2 separate regions of the Mus musculus genome follow, and region 1 is linked to region 2. The links are chromatin contacts, called in public HiChIP or PLAC-seq maps. All regions are on one chromosome and are shown on one strand. The core of a region is the stretch at or near the end of the contact, and the rest is flanking DNA. Distances in the headings are between cores, read along the strand shown. Region 1 overlaps Retreg1 (reticulophagy regulator 1). Region 2 overlaps Myo10 (myosin X).

Region 1 (6,111 bases), core at 806-3,305, 200 kb before region 2:
GAGTCTACAGCAAGTGTGCTTACTGTTACTGTTCCTAACTCCAGAGACTTCAAGTGAGGAGGCATAGCCCTCAACCAGCGAGATGACACATGACCACGTAGTGCCTGAGAACACACCCATGCCCACATGGCACATGTATACACACACACACACACACAGAGAGACAGAGAGACAGAGAGAGAGAGGGAGAGAGACTTCACACATGAAAGTGACATGTTAGAAATAGCTTTTAATCTCAAGCTACTAGAGAAAAATTAATTTGTAAACTAAGGGGGTTGGATAAGAGAGACAAACTTGTTAAATACAAAATGTTTTCATTGCTGTGGACAGGGTAGGATAAACTTGTTGCTGTGTGGCTATAGACTGTCCCAAAGTGCAAAGTCTATTTAAAAGTGAAGACTATTTTTCAAAACAAAACATTTTTAATATTTTCACATATTTTTAACTTGTTAAAGGAGATAATTACCAAAGAGATGGGAAAGAGAGGGACAGGAAAAACCAAGTGTGTGTGTGTGTGTGTGTGTGTGTGTGTGTGTGTGTGCTGTATGTTATGTGTGTTGGGGGAGGGACTAGAATATAAATGAATCTTGAAGGTCCAGTTTGAATTCTTAGTACTGCTAAAACCAAGAAGCAATGTACACAGCAAGGCCATCTACAGACTAAGGCCAATTTCCTTTTCATAAAGCTGTTTTTCAGTTTTATTTCTGCCATTTGTAACAAAATAAAGAACTAACACATTTTAAGCTAAAATAACTGAAAACTATACATTTTAAATTATGAGGCAGACAATTATTAAAAATAATTGTAGAATAAGATTACACAGATTAGCAAGACTTTTTATTTAGGTAACTTTTTTTTTAAGTTGAAAAGAGCCAGGGAGATTGAATAATGATTCAGATAAACAGAGAAACCCATTTCAAGTCCAGAGTGTCATGAGCAGACAACACCTTCCAGGGGACAGGGACTCTTCCGACACTTAGAAACTCAATAACCTCATTTTAGTGATCATGTCTGATTTATTATATTCCAGGTTACTGCCGAGGAAGTTGAAGTCTAGATTCTTTATCTGTGTGGCTCAAGGTCACATGGAACAGGAGTGACCGGCACAGGAAGTACACGGTCCACACTGGAACATACAGATCACTTCAGAGACGAATGGCAGAGGGCATCCATCCCTAACTACGACGAAATGAGTCAAAATAGAGACAGGTAAAGAGCAGCCCTGGTTCTAGGCCAAACTTGGGCCTCTTCTCTCTTTCAAGCACAGTAGCAGTTTCTATGCAGTTCCCAGTAGCCATCCTACAGTCTGGGGCCAGCTGCTCAGACTAAATTATATCCTTCTGTATAATGACGGACGGCCCTGACTGCGGTCTGCTAAGGGCTTCATCGGCAAGCACTGTCTCAGATCATCACTACGTGATCCTTGTTCTCTCAACAAGTCACCACAGCACCCTGCGAGTCAGGACTGGTGTGCCAGTCTCCATTTTACCCCCAGAGAAAATGGGGCTCAGGAGATCTGTTACTGGAAGCCATGCTTTTTCTATTGTCTTCATGCAGAAATTCCACTGTGATGGTTTATGATCCTTGTAATGCTCACTCCCCATTGGATTTTAAATCACATTAAAAATGTTGTGGACTCTCTTCTGAGCTCTCTGAGACAAGCAGAAAGGCCTGGGGACAGAGCTCGCTTGTTCCAGTGCTTGCCTCACACACACTTCTCTGGTAACTTTGTAGATTTTCCATAGTCATGTGTGAATTCGTGATCCAATAATCACATTCAAACATACTTAGAAGATTCCTGGCAGAGCACTATGGGAGACTGTTTCACAGTGTGATTTTATTAGAGATAGGAAGTATACATAAATCGAAGCTAAACAGTATTTTTCAGAAAGTTAGCCATGTCATCGTCCAATGTAACAAGCTTTTAAAAAAAGATTTGTAATAACTTGTCACCTAGCAACTGTGACAAACAGCTGGTGCAGCCCTCACACCTATAAATACGTTTTGGCCTAGAGACCTTTCATTCTCAGCGAGTGACTCAGGGTCTCATGCTCACTGCTGGTGACCATCTGTTGATGCTAATTCCTGTTGAATTTTTCTTAGAAAGGTCAGTCAATATCTGGTTACACACTTTACCATTTCTTAGTGTAACGTGTCGGAATTTTTTCTTAATCCCCTGGAGACTTGCTATGCCCTCTATGAGTGAATATGTGTAGGGAGAGGAACAAAATAAGGACAGGGAAATGTCTCTCTCCACACACAGAATTAGAGCCATGACGAAGCAAATGGGATGTGTCAACTGGAGGATTAAACAAGCAAGCAAGAGATTAAACAATTACAGAGTGCTCAGAGCGGTCTCTCACTTTCTCAGACCAATTAGGCAAGGAGCACCTTCTCCCAGGGACAGGGACAAAGAGGCGCCAGCTCCGTGCCTGTTTTTCTTACCCACAGAAGCTGAGCCCCACCTTCTTTGGGCAACTTAGTGTTCTGTTTAGACCCCTCATACACGAACACGCACACAAACATGTACACTTACACACAATCATGCATGCATGCACACACACCCCTCCCTCCCTCCCTCCCTCCCTCCCTCCCTCCCTCCCTCCCTCCCTCCCTCCCTAGTTTGAAAAGGAACAGGAATTGGCCAGTCCTTGAGACTGTCCTTCCCCCATGTATCTCAAACTAAGCAGTGCCACTTTGGGACAGGGAGACACGATTATCTAATCCACCATCTAGAAGGATGCTTTCTTCTGCTAGCTGGGAGATTCTTTTGACGTGCCTGAGGATAAGACACCAGCCATTTTCAACTTTTCTGCCTTTGTTAGTGTCTAATAACTAGGCTCTATAAGACAAGGTCCCAAGCAAGGAAATGACCTTCCCAAGTATAAGGCAAGCAAGCACTCAATGGAGACATGTGGAAGACTAAGAGGCCCGTCCTTCTTGAATACCAACGCCAAGATTTGATTCAATCACTTCCCTGTCTGTCCCGAAGCAGGAAAAGACTTCCACTCTATCCTCAAAGGGCAGATAAAAATCAGAGTCAAGAACCAGGCTTCACGGAAAGCAACCTGTTATTGTGGAGGGAGTATGCCAACTTCGAATTCTATTTGATCTGTAGTTTCCAGCAAATTACAGTCCAGGATTTATTGCACTTGGGCTCAGAAGTAAATGTCCATTCCCTGGTTTTTGGATCTTAGGTTTAGAGGTATGAAACTGGTGACAATTTTTTTTTAAAAGAATATGTTTCTTAGAATTGAAAAACGATCAATGGACAACATAATTCCTGATTTTGCTCTTTAGAGATTAGACTAATGACACTGGGTCTGAGCCCAAACTGACAGAATTGCCGAGTCATTCCAACTTGTGTCTAATACAAAGGCCAATTAATTAATTAATCATTAATTAATACAAAAGAAAATTAATTGTGATGTATATGATAAAGAAGGATAACATGGGTTCTGGAAAAAAAACTTGATGACTCTCCTGCATTGCACAGGTATCAGCTACTAACCAACACGGTGGACCGTTTGACTGTAGGTCACATTCATGCCTTGAGCCTTTCTTTAAAGAGTGTACTTATTTGTTTCTTTCTGTAGGTAAGCCATCAGTTGAATGAAATAATTAGCAGCTATGAAAAGAATATATCCATGCCAAATGACCACACCCTACTGGGCATAAAATCAACTGCATTCTCAACGGGGTATCTCTGCTCTGCTAAACTCGTGTATATTTTGAAAAAAACTTGATATGGTGTAGATGGTGCAGGTGTTAATGGTAAATTAGCATAATGCAGTACCCACGGGCAGCATGAGGGTTAAATGGGTGCAGTATGAATTTGGCGGTGTGGAAGGCACAATTAAAGAGGCCCTCTACTGCCTCATTTCCACACACACTATTAATTTGCTGCAGAAGCCTCCCTTTTAAAAATGTGTATTCATAAACGAAAGGGAATACAGTATACCAAAAGAGGATGGGGGCAGTCTAGGCTGAACCATACCAGTGACAGGCTCCTGCTCATCACAGTCCTTCATTCTTACCTGTGGGTGACAGACACTTATCTTTGCCACTGGAGTAATCGGCTGGCTCAAGTTTCTGCCGGCGGTGTGCAGGGGAATTTAATGACTGCCACCTGCAATTTATGTGCGTGTGTGTAAAATGTCAAGCAGTGTACTGGAGATCATCTGCTTAGCCAAAGGCACTTTGAGGAAATCACTTTCAAGATACCAGAGATGCAAAAGGATGCTGCTGTGTATGTGCCCACCCATCACAGCTCTCAGATGCGGGAGATCTACCTATTCCTCTTCTCCACGGGGGGCACTGTTTACTGGCCATGCCCAGTAGTAAAATGACTTTAGATGCCTTCTGTCTTGTGCACAGGCACATACCGATGCACAAATACACAGCTGACAAATAATCCTTCTACGTTCTGTTTGTATGCAATATGTTGCTTATATCAATGAGATTAGAAAAAAAAAAAGTAATACAGAGAAATGGCTTTCTGATGTAGCCCAGTCATTTACTTTTCCTGGGTGAGAAGCATCCAGAACCACAGAAGAACTACGGTGGAGCGTCCTTTTACTGAGCCTGGCCAATAGAACTACGGTGGAGCGTCCTTTTACTGAGCCTGGCCAATAGAACTACGGTGGAGCGTCCTTTTACTGAGCCTGGCCAATAGAACTACGGTGGAGCGTCCTTTTATTGAGCCTGGCCAATAGAACTACGGTGGAGCGTCCTTTTACTGAGCCTGGCCATCCCAAGCAGTGTCTCCACACAAGCACGTAGATCCATTTTACAGGGTGGTAAACATTTTTATCCTAAACTTCTCGGGAACCTGGACCCTTAGGTGAAGGCTACAGAGGTAATGAGTCTTTGGGAATGCAAACACAGCCACATAAGACTAATGGGGCTTGCTGAGCAAAAGAAAGCCACTTCTTTTTAAATGAGCACTAATTATTTTAAATAAACAATATACAAAAGAAACCGGGAGAGATCCCCATCATCCCTCTGTTAGGGACGCTATGCTTTGAGTTACTTTTTGATGATGTTATGGTTAGTTTTAATTATCAACAGGACACAGCCAGGAGTCACCCTGGGAGAAGGACTTCCCAGGATGCCTGTGAGGAGTTACCTGAATTCCATTAGCTGACAGGAGAGGATCTTTCTACTGTGGGCAGCACCATTACAACAATAGAACTACCAGGACTTGGGGTCCTGGACTATACAAGTGAAACTGCTCAACCCCAACAGGTTTGGGGATCCCTCTATCTGTCAGAGCCATAAGACACCGCAGGCAAAGATTAAATACATGTCTGTATCCATGCAACTTTTTATATCAGTTTCCCGTATGATGCTTTTAAGATAGAAAGGGATGATGCGTGGAAGAATGAAGCACTTCTCTGAATTTTGTCATTCGTCAACTCACATGTCTCATAGGAGCGAGAGACGGGAATGAGTGTCCTTTTAAGCAAGGCTGTGAGAGAGGGAGATGGGGACAGGTAGGTCCACAGCATGGCTCCCACTGTCCCACTGTCAAGAGTCCACAGGAAGAATTGGCTTCTTGTAAATAAATAGACATTGGCTGATTCTTGGAATCATGGTCCACTCTGAAACCTTCTGACGTCTGAAGTCAGATGAAACTGAATACTTCAAGGCCTATATGTCTATGAAATGGATATTTACTTTCTTATGAAGAATGGACTTAGAACTTTGTATTAAGTATGCAATGCTAACAGCACTGCTTGAAACATCCCTGTGATTCAGATGGGCAGGGGCATCTGGGGCAGCAGCTATCAGTGACCCTTCAAGTGCTATCATAATGTCAGTTCTAAGACCCCATGGTTCCCAGACAACAGACCCCCTGCTATCCTGGAAACCCACCAAGACTACTTGACTTCTTATAGTAGGTTCTAGCAATGCCTGTGGTCCTATCATGGAGAGAAGTTAAAACCATGAATTATTTCACATCTTTCATTCATGATGGACTACCCTGATGTCTCAGCTGATTTTCAGGCCCTGAAAATGGGCAGGGACGGCTGCCCTCAGGCCCTGATGCCCTGATGCACTGCCTTCCTAGAGCCAGCAGGCTCAGTCTGAGAACCACCTGCACACTGC
Region 2 (5,505 bases), core at 1,027-3,526:
CCTCCAGGTTGTCCTTCGACTTGTGCAACACACACACACACTCGCACGCGCGCACACACACACAAACAATATAACTTACAAATAATGGTAACAATAACAACAATAAACAAAACTTCGCCCTTTACATGTAACTAGGTATATGGTAAAAGTACTAGAAGGTACTGCTGTTACCAGCATGGGCTGGGCAATGCCAGAATGGTAACTTCTCTGTCATGGCGTGCACACAGTTATCCTCCGTAGGTTGGACCCCAGCACCAGATGCCTTTCCCTTCTGTGTCTCACTGCAGGGTGATGGGCAGAAAAGAGCGTTGACTTAAATCTTTCCTTGAAGATGCAGGGTTCTGGGGTCAGTCAGGGCACTCTTTACAAAGTTCTCCAGATTAAATAGGAGACGGAATGGAATGGACGTCCCTCAGTCTTCCCACTGTGCACTTCCCAACAGTGCTCTCAGGAGGATGGGGGCAGGGGACCCTTAGCCAGTCTTGCTAAGGAGCATCAACTGCATTCAGCAGCACAGCTATTCTGAGGCTAGATCTTGCCACACCAACATGCAAAGCCATCACCATTGCCAGACACACACTGTGGACGCTCCAAACAAACCTCGCCATGAAGCAGAATTTCTGAGCACATCAAGCCTTGGCAGTTGTTGTTCTGAAGATTTGGAGTTTATTCAGGAGTCAGGGGTACTGGGTACCACTGGCTGGCGGCAGACAAGAGATCTAACTGTCAAGATTATGCTCAAGGCAAGCCGGTGTGAGCAGTGGTCAGCTTGGCAGCACACACTAGCGGCACATGATGCTAATCTAGGCTGTCAGGTTCAATGGTAGGAGCTGAGAGTTAGACAAAAGAAAGGACCGGAGTTCCCTGCCTCAGTGAGAATCACCGGGGTGACCTCCCCAGCCGTGGCCAAATGCCCAAGTTCCCTGGGCTGGGAGTCATGAGAAAACAGTGCTCAGACTGTAGTCAGGGTTGGAGGAGGGAGGCCGAGACACTGCTCTGATAGATACAGGTGGCATGTGTGGGTTCAGGAATAGATGCTCTCAAACCTTGCCAAGTTACAAGGTGAGCTCATGGGCTGCGGAAGCTTGGGTGTGGTGAGGTGTGGGGGTGTCAGGGAGGCTGCTGCAATGGGGAGCAGATCAGATCAGAGTGTATGATGAGGCTGTGAACCCACCAACTTTAGAGGCTGCGAGTTCACAGTCGGGGGCTCATCGTTTCCTCCCTGACCCAGGAGGTTGATGCCCCTAGCTGAGTATTCCAGAGACACGTAGGATTTCAGACAGAGATCAATTTCTCTTCTGCAAGCTACGCTGCAATCAGAGACATTCTCAAGGGGTGTCCTGAAGAGAAGGAAAGGCGTGTAATGTCTGTGACCAAATGAAGCCAGCTCATCCACTCTTCAGGGATGAGACAGCAGGCCGGAGTTCAGAAAACTAAAATGGCTAATGGGATCTATAAAGGATAGAATCTGGCTATCCGTTAAGGAGTGGGCTTGGGAGCAGCTTGGTGGAGAGCATGCAGATAGCATCCTCGCCAACCCGGGGAGATCTCATTCAGGGACTATTCAATGGTGGAGGAGGGGCTCTGCCTGGCAGGGAGGCTGGAATCACACCAGTTAACAGATTAGTTACTTTTGCTTACAGAAGCAGAAGAGGCAGGCCCGGTCCTGAAAGCCACCCTGGTGGGAAGCCAGACCACCTGACTCTCCAGCTGTTCAGAGGCTGTCTCAAGCAGAGCCATTTCTCAAGTTTCATCATCGCAAGCACCAAAAAGAATCCACAAGATAGTGTTACACAAGTCTCAGAAATACGTAAGTGGAGGCCAGGTGTGGCGGAGCATCTGAATTCCAGCGCTAGAAGGCAAAGCAGGAAGACCTGATTGATGCAAGTTCAAGGTCTGCCTGGACTAGGTAGAAAATTCCAAGACAGAGACCTTATCATTAAAAAGCCCCAAACAACAAAAAGACCCACAGAAAGAGGATGGAAATGATAATTTATTCTAAGTCAGACCACAGCCCCGCAGAGGCTGACAGAAGGCTCAGCCCTCTGTAGAAATCCCATCTGGAAACCCTCAGAGAGCAGCCTTGGGCGTGATCTAAGGGACCCAAGGCAGCCTTTTCATCCCATGAAACTAAACCCGACCTCAATGCATTCATTATCACTACCATTTCTCCAGCCACCATACTGAACAGGTCACAAGCCCCTCTATTCAGACTCACTCTGACAAATCATGCTGAGACATACAAATTAGGAGGGCAGCTGTCTCTCTTTGCTGGCAAGGACGCCCACACTGCTCATTAGAATGCTGAATAGCCGCGGATCTCACTGAGTCACGCTCCAAGGTTATGGGCCGAGCAATGTGAACAGGATTCATAGCTAGAAAAAGGCAGGACTGAAACAGGGTATGTGGGAACGAGCAGGCAAACACTCTTCAATGTCCAGACCTGAAATATTGTCAACTGAGATCTGGAACGCTTATGAATCCATAGCAGACAGGACACACTGCGGCAGCCATCTGCATCACCGAGTAGGTGATAACCAGGAGGATCCACGTTCACAAGCCCTTGCTTCTTAGGTGTTTAAACGTCAAGGGTATTTCCAAGCTTCTGGAAGATTATGCTTCTAAGAAGCATAATATAGTTAATATACAGAGGAAAACAAAGGGTTTCAGATATAGACAGACAGACACATACATAAACGCATGCGCGCGCGCCGCGCGCACCCCCCCCCCCCCACAAATTGGAGCTAAGAAGTCTAATAAATTAGCTAAAGAAAGATGAAAACAGCAACTTAGAAGAAGTCAAGCCAAACACCCAGCCACCAAGCAGAGCGGCCATTTGGGAGACTAAACCTGTCCTCAGTGCTAAACACACAGTCACAGAGGAGCTAGGCCAGGTTTGAGTGGCTGCCCCTTCCCATTTCAGGGACAACAACCTGAGATGAAGCAACCTCATTTGCATAAAAATACAGCTGAGAAAAACTCAGTAACAAACATAGTTGATTTATAAATATTCATGAACACATACAAAATACCAGGAGAAAAATAATGGAATGGAGATTTTTGTTTTGTTTTGGTTTGGTTTGCTTTTTGTTTTTCGAGACAGGGTTTCTCTGGGTAGCCCTGGCTGTCCTGGAACTCACTCTGTAGACCAGGCTGGCCTCGAACTCAGAAATCCGCCTGCCTCTGTCTCTCAAGTGCTGGGATTAAAGGTATGCGCCACGACTGCCCAGCTTCGAATGGAGAATCTTATTTGATGACTGCTGGCTCAGGCGGAAATGTACTGGTAAACCCATGAGAAATTCTACTGTCTAGCGGGAAGGCAGTCCTGGTGGGACAGGGCATGGGTGAGCACTGTGTCCTAGGAGTCTTCCTTCCTCCTTAGTTATGTATTACATTGGCTGCTTGCAAGTCATAGCAGGAAATTACCCAGCCTACAATATCTGTTCGGTGTATCTGCTAACGTCTATTAAGTATAAACATCAGATAGGATAACACTGAGCAGTTACAAATTGGTAGGGAACAAGAAGTCAGGTCATTCCCACCCTTGGTGGGACATTCATCAGGACCCCAAGCACACTAGGTTCTCACTAGTGAAGGATCTGGGGACAACTAGAGCTCTTGGGCTGGCATGGCAGTCTAGGCTTCTGAGTGATGTAATCCCAACTGCTTAAGATCTGCTTAAGTCCCCTCCCACTCCCAGATGCCAGCTTCAGCGAAGTGCCCGACAGATGAGGCACCAGTCTGCCAGCGTCTATGGACAATTCTTCTGCCAATCGGTGGAGCACGAAAGAGCTTGACAAAAGTTTTCAGACTAAGCAAAATATTCAAACAAAAAGAGGCTGGGGATGTAGTTGAGTGGCAAAGTATTTAGCCTGGCATACTGGAGGAAGGCCCTAGGTCCTCGGTCCTCATTCTAATATCCTGTATACCCCTCACACAAGGTCAGACACACTCACAAAGAACAGATGAGCAGCAATCATAGTGAGAGGAGGGATTAGGGAGGTTTATGTAATGGTGATGGTGGTGGTGTGAATTTTCCTGAACCCAAGACACAGCAGCCAGACTTGCATGCAGACGAACCCCTCCCTCTTCTGCTCTCCTCACCCTGGAATACCTGTGACTTCCTCCCTGTCAGGAAGCCTTCTTTACTTCACACCCAGGATGCCCGGGCTAGCGTTTAGAGAAAACTCCCGCAGCACCCTGAACTGGCCCTTCCAAGTCTCTTTTTCAGAAGGAATCCCTCACAAATTCTCCCTGCGGAGATACTGAAGAGTTTGGAAAAGAAGCCCGAACTGCTCCACACAGCATCAGAGTCCCCTAGCAACACACACGAATCACTTTGTGCCACAGGGATGCAGGGAGTAATGGTAGGGCGTCAGTGGCAGGGACAAGGGGCTTTACAGACACGTTCACATTAATCCTCAGGTCCTGCCTGAGGGGCAAAGTTCATGTTTGCACCATCATTGAGGCCACAGGCACCCACAGCAGGCTACAGGCAGATGGCATTCACCTGTGAAGCCTGTGTCCAACACGGTACATGTTGCTCTCCACTCCAGAAATGTTTAGAGAAGGAATCATTTGCCCCAGTGGTCGCCATGAGTTGTCTAAAGGAAAGGCAACATTATTCACTGGGCCAAGAACAGTTAACTTGTTCTCTCAAGATTATGAAAGTCTCTGCCACTGACCCCACAAGATGCTACAATACAGCCCTGGTCTGAGAGACCACTGCTATGGGGTCACTAGGTTGCCAGGGATGCATGCAGGATCCGGCTGAGATTCTGTGATTGACATGACAAAACCATGGAAGGTCACAGGGTGATCAAAGTTTAAAAACCCTAGGATGTCAGGGAACACTCTTAAAAGTCCTCTCAGGTCTCCCCACAGCACCCTGACAAGCACGCAAAACAGAGTGGGTGGTGTTCTGACTATGGCTGTATGTCTACAGTAAGACCTGAAAAGGGTAAAGAAGAAAAGAAACGGCAAACCACCACCAAAAACCAGACCAAACCCATCTGCGTACCTGTGCCTCCAGGTCGGCTGCTCAGGACCCGGAGCACCGTCTCTCTCAACCATTCAATACCTACAGCAACGTGTTGCAACAAGAAAGAGAGGCAGGCTGTGCGCAGGCAGGGCCAGTGCGCTCTACGGAACAGGTGGCGATTGTACAGTAGCGGCTTCTCTTTACTGAGCATGCGAGAGGAAAAGCGTTCACCCCATGGACGCTGGCCAACCTAGGAGGCAGTATTGATCACGGAGGGCCACTGGCTTGTCTCAGGTAGCAGGAGCCCGTGAGCAGCCGGCTGGCTCAGGCCACTAGGCTGCAAGCAAGCTTGGTTTGAGAGGTGGCCAGCGTCACAGCCTTGTGGCTCTGGACCCTCTTTGTTTCTGCTCCTCTGCTCTGAGGAATGAATAGCAGGCAGTGCTCGGGAGCTGGAAAGCAGAGTCCAGTGACGTCATGACCAGGTCCAACCTGTTCTTCCACCTCCACAGGACCTCATTCCCCTG

The links. HiChIP or PLAC-seq counts read pairs in DNA pulled down with a chosen protein or histone mark.
Region 1: a CTCF HiChIP or PLAC-seq map of the NIH/3T3 cell line shows a contact between it and region 2, with 7 read pairs. The contact joins two enhancer-like sites. A contact is called at or near these places in 1 of 15 datasets of contacts at CTCF or cohesin (the NIH/3T3 cell line), 1 of 484 Hi-C or Micro-C datasets (nephron progenitors), 4 of 115 datasets of contacts at active chromatin or transcription factors (embryonic stem cells, extraembryonic endoderm stem cells, heart atrium and 1 more) and 3 of 9 other capture datasets (adipose tissue, liver and pancreatic islet).

What each region holds. Positions count from the first base shown.
Region 1 is chr15:25,952,910-25,959,020 of GRCm38.p6, reverse strand. The region is part of intron 3 of Retreg1 (reticulophagy regulator 1); the gene reads right to left. Among named protein-coding and RNA genes, the nearest start is that of Mir7212, 7.7 kb to the right of the region's middle. Within about 2 kb of position 2,055, at least 65 of the 459 cell types and tissues checked have an H3K27ac peak or open chromatin away from gene starts, as enhancers often do. A contact at or near this core is called in the NIH/3T3 cell line, where this site is marked.
Region 2 is chr15:25,758,667-25,764,171 of GRCm38.p6, reverse strand. All of the region lies in intron 19 of Myo10 (myosin X), which reads right to left. Among named protein-coding and RNA genes, the nearest start is that of Retreg1, 82 kb to the left of the region's middle. Within about 2 kb of position 2,276, at least 122 of the 459 cell types and tissues checked have an H3K27ac peak or open chromatin away from gene starts, as enhancers often do. A contact at or near this core is called in the NIH/3T3 cell line, where this site is marked.